2 separate regions of the Macaca mulatta genome follow, and region 2 is linked to region 1. Evidence: chromatin contacts called from public Hi-C data. All regions are on one chromosome and are shown on one strand. The core of a region is the stretch at or near the end of the contact, and the rest is flanking DNA. Distances in the headings are between cores, read along the strand shown. Region 1 holds the start of KDM7A (lysine demethylase 7A). Region 2 has its middle 13 kb from the start of DENND2A.

Region 1 (3,886 bases), core at 191-2,690:
GCGCGTGCCTGTAATCCCAGCTACTTGGGACGCTGAGGCAGGAGGATCCCTTGAACCCGGGAGGTGGAAGTTGCAGTGAGCTGAGATCGCAGCACTGCACTCCAGCCTGGGCAACAAGAGCAAAACTCTGTCTCAAAAAAAGAAAGAAAGAAAGAAAGAAAGAAAAAGAAAAACAAAAAAGAAAAGGATAATTAGATCAGCGACTCTTTGCCTGGGGGTGGGTGACAGACCAACACTTCTTCCTCCCCTAACAAAAATTACCTAGGGAGCTGTGAGAGCTTTCCCCACTGACAGAAATGCCAGCAGAAATTCAGCTGCAAATACTCAATTCATTAATCCTTAACATCACTTCCAATCCACATAGCTGTGATTCCAACGCAATCTTTTCTATTCAGTATTTGTCAGCTGTTTTTATTCTTCAGTTTATCACCTTACATTTGGCTCTCAATTTCATCCATTCAAAAATTACTGATGGCCCATTATGTGCGAAGTACCCTGCGCTCCGCTTTTTGTGGTATCCCTCTTCCGAGCGAGAAGTCGCTTAGAATTTTACCCCTATCTTCCCCACTTGGGAATCGGAAGGGTTCATAGCTAAGTCTTGTTATTTATAAGCACGCCGGTTCTTCTCCATCCCTCTCTCCACCAACCCCATTTCAAGGTTGGTCCCTCCCAACGGACGACAGTGATGAATTCCTCTTGGGGACAGCCCTCCCGCAACTAACAGTGGCTCCATCAACGCTCTGGTTTCCTTGCTGCTCGGTGGAAATCCGGGTGGGACGTTTTCCAAAGTTTGAGTGGATTCCACGGCACGTTCCTCCCCTCGGAAAGGCACAACCGGCTCGGCGTGTCAGCTCGGCGGGACCCACGCCGGTGCCGGGCCGCAGCTCCGGTTCTCGCTGGGCGGCTGCGGAGGGCTGAGCGATTCTCCTAGCGTCGCGAGGCGACCCGGGCAGGAGGAAACTTGCTCGCTTCCCCTCTTCGGGACGCGGCGCCTCGTCTGCCCTTGTGCACTCCGCAGGAACTTCCCCCGGCCTCTGCTCTCGCTCCGAAATAACCGAGCCGGCTCCTCGCACGCTCCCGCCGTCCTCCTCCGGCTGCGGCCGCGCGCCCGCCACCGCCACCACCGCGCGTGTCCTCACGGGGCCTCGGCTCCCTCCGCCTCCGCAGCCGCCTGCGTGCCCTTCAACGGCTCCCTCCGCCCGGCCGTCGCGGAGAGGAGCGGGGAGCGCGCGCCGGCGCCAGAGACGTGCGCGAGACGCACGGCCCCGCGCCGAGCGCCGGAAGCAGCCGGGCCTGGGCCTCGCGCGTCGCGCGCGCCCCCTCCTCCCCCTCCGCCAGCCGCCGCGGCCTCGCGCGCGCGCACTAAAGCGCCGCCGCCGCCGCCGCCGCCGCCGCGGCTGCTGCAGGAGGCGGCGCTGGCTGGCGGCTGCGCTCGCTCCAGTCGGCGAGCGGAGCAGCGAGCGAGCGTGTGTGTGTTTTTTAAAGATGGCCGGAGCGGCGGCGGCGGTGGCCGCGGGAGCAGCAGCTGGAGCCGCCGCGGCAGCCGTGTCGGTGGCGGCTCTGGGCCGGGCCTCGGCGCCTCCGCCGCCCCCGCCCGTGTACTGTGTGTGCCGGCAGCCGTACGACGTGAACCGCTTCATGATCGAGTGCGATATCTGCAAGGACTGGTTCCACGGCAGGTAAATAAACCCCCTCCAGCCCCGCAGCCGCCACCGCCGGCCACCGACCAACCGCCGTCGCCGCCAGCCGCCCGCTACTCCCTCGGGCCGGGCCGCCGCGCCGCGCCCAGCTTTCAGGGGTCCCAGCGCCTAGCCCCCCGGCCGGGCAACGGGGCGCGCGGGGCCCCGGGCTCGCCGGGCGGGCTCCAGAGGGGAGCCGGGGGGCTCGCCCGGCCCGGGCGAAGAGTCGCCACAACAAACACGAACAAAGAGGGCCGGCGGAGAAGTTGGCAGGGGGAGCCTGGGGCGAGGGGACGCGGCCGGGCGGGCGCGGCGGGGGCGTCGGGCTGAGCGCCGGCCCGGCCCGCAGCCCCTCGCCAGCCCGGGCCGCCGCCGCCCCGCCCCACCGCGCCCGGGGCTCCGGCCCGGAGTCGCCGGCCGCCCCGCCGCTCTGCCCGGCTGGCCGACGCGCCTGCCTTCCTTCCGGGCGGCGATGGGCTCGCCCCGGCCCCGCGTCTCCTCCGCGCCGCGGGTCCCTGTCGCGCCCCCTTTCCCGTCTTTATCAAACTTCCTGGGCCGGTGGGACGGGGGCAGCGGCGGGCCCGAGAGGCGACCGCGCCAGCCAGCTCGGCGGGGCTCCGCGGAGTAAACAGAGCAACAGATGAGGTACTCGCTTTCGGGGACTTGAAAGGTACCGGGGAAGTTGGGGCCGGGCCCCCGGCGGGCGGCAGGTTGACCCGGGTCGTGGCCCTGGGCCCCCGCACACACCTGGGTCGCCGGGACTGGGGCAGATGGAGTGGGCGGCGGGGGCCCGAAGGGAACGCTTCTCCGGACCCCCTGCGTCGCCCTCGCGCCGCGGCTTAAACTTTACAAAGAGTGCAGTTGTCGCTCGAAGCCGGCGACACCGGGACCGCCTGCGGCTGTGCCGTGGGCGCCGGTGCCGGCGAACTTGAGTCGGCCGGGCGGACGCTGCCGGGCCGGCTGGCGGCGGCAGCGACAGCGGCGGACGCTGCCCTCTGATTCAGCCGCCGCCGCCGCCGCGCTCCGGGTTTGACGTTTGAGAGCTCGGGCCGCCTCCGCAGCCAGGCCGCCGACTCGTGTGTTTTGTAATCAAAGTGTGAGGCTAATAAAGGGCGGCGCCACAGCCTCTTGACTCCGGCGTGGGAGGGATTCACAGGCATTTAAACAAAGAAACTAGTTGGGGTTGGGCTCCGAAAGTCCTTATTTGGGTGTTGTGGCAAAGCCTGCGGTCACCTTTAGTTGAAGCCGGTTTCCCGGGCCGCGTTTGGTGGTGTCTCTTGGCGAGAGCACGCTCACGAGTAATAGCAGATATGGTGACTGTGATTGTAGGAAGTGTCTTTTGATTGACAGCAGGACATTTAAATACAGCCTCCGCTTCCCCCTCCCCAATTTTATAGAAACACTACACGACCAGGCCAGATGCCTTAGTCTCCCTCTACTGGTCCAGGAAGAGAAAACCATGTAAATCACAATGTTCTTTGCAGTGTTTAGTGCTAGGTGTAGCTAAGTTTTACTTAATTTTCAAGTACAGTTTTCTTTAATCAGTTTTCAGGCTAGCCGGTTCTCACAACAGAAAACAAGACACAACAAATTATCACTTTAAAAGAAAGGCAGCGTCCTCGTTTTGTATAATCTTTAGCAGTCTTGTATATCCAATTCTATTTCCACATCCTGTTTCCATAACATATTTTACGCAACTAGAATAAAGATTATCCGAACATTTAAGTTCTATGTAGAACAAAATCAGAATCCCTGGTGATTATGTAAATGCTTATGTTTTTTCAAAGAACTATTTTTTGAAATTTGAGCGGTTTAAACTGCGTAAAAATTTTGTCTCGCCAGGCGCGGTGGCTCACGCCTGTAATCGCAGCACTTTGGGAGGCCGAGGCGGGTGGATCACGAGGTCAGGAGATCGAGACCATCCTGGCCAACATGGTGAAACCTGTGGCCAACATGGTGAAACCCGTCTCTACTAAAAATACAAAAATTAGCTGGGCGTGGTGGTGCGTGCCTGTAATCCCAGCTACTTGGGAGGCTGAGACAGGAGAATCTCTTGAACTTGGGAGTGGGAGGTTGCAGTGAGCAGAGACTGCACCACTGCACTCCAGCCTGGCGACAGAGTGAGACTCCGTCTCAAAAGAAAAAAAAAAAGAAATTTGTCTCATTATGCAATGCAGATTTGATAGGCTACCGAATTTTAGACTAGA
Region 2 (4,328 bases), core at 1,606-4,105, 470 kb before region 1:
AAGACAGGCAAATTTTCACAAATTTAAAGGATACATTGTGGAAGGTCTGACTTAAAATAAGGCCCTTGTGGGCATCCTAGAAATTTATCTAGAATGGTGGCCCTCAAACTTTAGCATCCATCAGAATTAGTTGGAGTGCTGGCCCCACCCCATTGCTGATTTTTGTAGGTCTGGGGTGAGGCCCAAGAATGTGCATTTCTAACAGTTACTATGTGATGCTGATGCTGTTGGTTTGGGGAAAACATTTTGAGAACCATTGACCTTTTAGATAGTCGTAGTGGTGAATATGGTGGTGGTGGTGATGGTGGTGACAGTGGTGGTGGTGAAGATGGTGGTGGTGGTGAAGGTAATGTTGGTGGATGGTAACAGTGGTGGTGGTGATGGTGGTGACAATGGTGATGGTGGTGGTATTGATGTTGGTGATGGCCGTGGTGGTTATGTTGGTGGTGGTGGTGGTGGTGACAGTGGTAGTGGTGGGGATGGTGATGGTGGTGACAGTGATGGTGGTGACGGTAGTGGTGATGGCATTGATATTGGTAATGATAGTGGTATTGTTGATGGTGGTGTTGATGGTGATAATACTGGTAGTGGTGGTGACAGTGGTGGTGGTGATGGTGGTGGTATTGATGTTGGTAATGGGCATGGTGGTTATGTTGGTGGTGGTGATGATAATGGTGGTGGTGGTGGTGACAGTGGTGGTGGGGATGGGGATGATGGTGACAGTGATGGTGGTGACAGTGATGGTAATGGCATTGATATTGGTAATGATGGTGGTATTGTTGATGTTGGTGGTATTGATGGTGATAATAGTGGTAGTGGTGGTGACAGTGGTGGTAGTGATGGTGATGGTGGTGACAGTGATGGTGGTGACAGTGATGACAGTGGTGATGGTAATGGTGATGGCATTGATATTGTTGATGGTGGTGGTGATGGTGATAATAGTGGTAGTGGTGGTGACAGTGGTGGTGGTGATGGTGATGATGGTGACAGTGATGGTGACAGTGATGGTGGTGACAGTGATGACAGTGGTGACGGTAATGGTGATGGCATTGATATTGGTAATGGTAGTGGTATTGTTGATGGTGGTGGTGTTGATGGTGATAATAGTGGTAGTGGTGGTGACAGTGGTGGTGATGGTGATGGTGGTGACAGTGATGGTGGTGACAGTGATGACAGTGGTGACGGTAATGGTGATGGCATTGATATTGGTAATGATGGTGGTATTGTTGATGTTGGTGGTGGTGATGGTGATAAAAGTGGTAGTGGTGGTGACAGTGGTGGTGATGGTGATGGTGGTGACAGTGATGGTGGTGACAGTGATGACAGTGGTGACAGTAATGGTGATGGCATTGATATTGGTAATGATGGTGGTATTGTTGATGTTGGTGGTGGTGATGGTGATAATAGTGGTAGCGGTGGTGACAGTGGTGGTGATGGTGATAGTGGTGACAGTGATGGTGGTGACAGTGATGACAGTGGTGACGGTAATGGTGATGGCATTGATTTGGTAATGATGGTGGTATTGTTGATGCTGGTGGTGGTGATGGTGATAACAGTGGTAGCGGTGGTGACAGTGGTGGTGGTGATAGTGATGATGGTGACAGTGATGGTGGTGACAGTGGCAATGGTGGTGGCATTGATATTGGTAGTGGTGGTGACAATGGTGCTGGTGATGGTGTTGGTGGTGACTGGTGGTGGTGGTGCCAAAAGTGGTGGTGATCATAATGACATAATGGTGGTGGTAATGGTGACAGTGATGGTGGCGACCTACAATCTCTGCAGCAATAGGCCCACCATAACCATCACCACCATCATTACCACCACTGTTACCATCCACCACCATCACCACTACTAAATGACAGGTGGTGGTGGTGGTAGTGGTAAAAGTGTAGCATTGTAAAGAGCTAGAGTCAGCTCCCACACAGGTGAAGTTGAGATTATTACTGAGGCCCATGTCAGTTAGGAGAATTATGTCATGCATATGAAGGCACTATGGGCAGTAAAAAAAAAAACAGTTCTATCACATACGAACCCTAAATCAAAGTTTATCAGGGCAACCATTGAAAATCATAGATGCTGGCTTGGAGTCAACCTGCTGTTCACGTGGGTAACTTTATGCAATCCGTTTCAGGATTAGTAACAGGAGAGATGGATATATTTAGAATGTTTAATGAATTAAGAGACTGAATATGCAAAGGGACAATGACCAGATATAACTATGCATTTGGATGTCTAGTGTCATATATGGTCATTGACCCTTTGCATATTCAGAGGCCGTGACCCGCAACCTCTGCAGCAACCGGGGCAGGAAGCCAAGCCAACCTTCTATGGCAAAGGCCCAGAACGTCAGGACTTGCTCAATGACTGCCTTCTGCCCTAATTTTCACCGACACTTCCAACTCAGGACCACTCCAAGAAAGCCAAACATCCTCTCCATACCCGTCACATAAGATGCTGCTGCCTGCACCTCCCCCCTGCCAACATCTTCCAGTTAGAGCCCACCTGAAATCTTTCCTTTTTTCCTATAGAAGCCTTTCCCACTAGCATTTGAGTCTCCAGTTATATTTGACTCCCTGCCAAATGCAAGCGATGGTGGCTGACTGTCTGGCCTTGGAAAGCACTAAATAAATAGCCTCTGCCTTCCTCATTTGGGTGGCTTTCGTTGATTCCCATTGAATCTTCTCAACAGTGGAAAGCCAGCTAATTTTTAGGTTTCCAGGTGTATGAAATGCTTCTGCTGGTGTTGTTAACTCTATTCCCACTAGGTGGCACCATTCGCTCGGGAAGAGTAACACACGCTTCCTGGAGGTTCCCAGACCCAGGCGGGAGGCAAGGGAAGGGGAACTCGGCAAAGGCCCATCTGGCTGTGCTTCTCTTTCCACGTGAACCACATGACCGGGTTTAGCAGCTCGCACGTAACATTGCTACCCAGCAGATGTGATGCAGGGCAAGTACTCGTTCAAGGGGAAGAGGGTGGAGGTGGGGGATGGGGCTGGCTCTGGGCTTCCCGGCCTCTGCATTTTAGGCATTCCGGACAGGACCATTTTTCGTTGTGTGTGGAGAGGGAGGCTGTCCTGTGCTTTGGAGGATGTTTAGCAGCATGTCTGGCCTCTACCCACTTGATACCAGAAACACTCCGTGTCTTAGTCCATTTGAGCTGCTATATAACAAAATACCATGAACTGTGTGGCTTAGAAACAGCAAATATATATTTCTTACAGTCCTGGAGGCTGAGAAGTCCAGGATCCAGGTGCAGCATGGTTGGGTTCTGGGAAGGGTCTGCTTCTGGGCTGCAGACTGCTGCCTTCTCACTGTGTCCGTGGTGGAAAGACTGGGAGAGGATGAGAGCGTTCTCTGAGCCTCTATGATGAGGGCACTAAACCCATTCATGAGGGCTCCGCTCACCTCCCATCACCTTGGGGGTTAGGATTTCAACATCTGAATTTTGGAGGCGGACGTTCAGACCATAGCACTTCCCTTTCCCAATTATGACAATAAAATGTCTTCAAACATTGCCAAATGTCAGCCAGGCATGGTGGCCCACACCTGTATTCTCAGCACATTGGGAGACCAAAGTGGGAGGACTGATTGAGCACAGGAGTTTCAGACCAGCTGGGGCAATATAGCAAGACTCTGTCTCTACAAAAAAAAAAAAAAAAACCTGGTCATGGCAATGGGGCACACCCGTAGTCCTAGCTACTCAGGAGGCTAGGTGGGGGGATGGCTTGAGCCGAGGTGTTCGGGGTTGCAGTGAGCTATGATTGTGCCACTGCACTCCTGCCTGGGGGACAGAGTAAGACCTTGTCTCTAAAGAAAAAAATTACCAAATGTCCCCTGGAGAAGCAAAGAAGCAAAGTTGTCCCTGCTTGGGAATCACTGGTCTTAGGTCCTTGTGGACAGTTCTCTGCAGAGACCCTCTCAGTACCCCCTGACCTCCTTACCCCTCTTCCCACCGCACACCCACACTTTCTTTAGAACTGAATACAAAAGAAAGGAACGCCCTGCACTTACCTGCTGCAGCTTCAACTTCTTTGTTCCCCCCTGAGCAGGCTCTAAACCAGTGTGTCTTTGGTGGGGACTTGAGCCACCTCCACCAAAAACACCTGGGCGGCTGGGCACAGTGGCTCACACACCTGTAATCCTAGAACGTTGGGAGGCCAGACAGAGCAGGAAGATCTCTCAAAACTAGGAGTTCAAGATGAGCCTGGGCAACAGAGTGAGACAACATAGGAGACTCTGTGTCTCTACAAGCAAACACACACCTGGAGTGCTTGTAAAACTGCACATTCCTGGGCTGCATCCCAGACCCGTTGCATCAGGATCACTCA

What was found. Hi-C and Micro-C count contacts between places; a contact is called where the count stands out from the background.
Region 2: a contact with region 1 is called in a Hi-C map of fetal cortical plate, with 4 times the contacts expected there. The contact joins the enhancer-like site here to the promoter of KDM7A in region 1. A contact is called at or near these places in 2 of 14 Hi-C or Micro-C datasets (fetal cortex germinal zone and fetal cortical plate).

The regions. Positions count from the first base shown.
Region 1 is chr3:180,016,465-180,020,350 of T2T-MMU8v2.0, reverse strand. It overlaps KDM7A (lysine demethylase 7A), which reads left to right and starts at 1,440. Exons shown (of 20, transcript XM_015135046.3): 1 at 1,440-1,679. The coding sequence starts at 1,486.
Region 2 is chr3:180,489,423-180,493,750 of T2T-MMU8v2.0, reverse strand. No RefSeq gene overlaps it. Among named protein-coding and RNA genes, the nearest start is that of DENND2A, 13 kb to the right of the region's middle. Within about 2 kb of position 2,855, at least 11 of the 40 cell types and tissues checked have an H3K27ac peak or open chromatin away from gene starts, as enhancers often do. A contact at or near this core is called in fetal cortex germinal zone and fetal cortical plate, where this site is marked.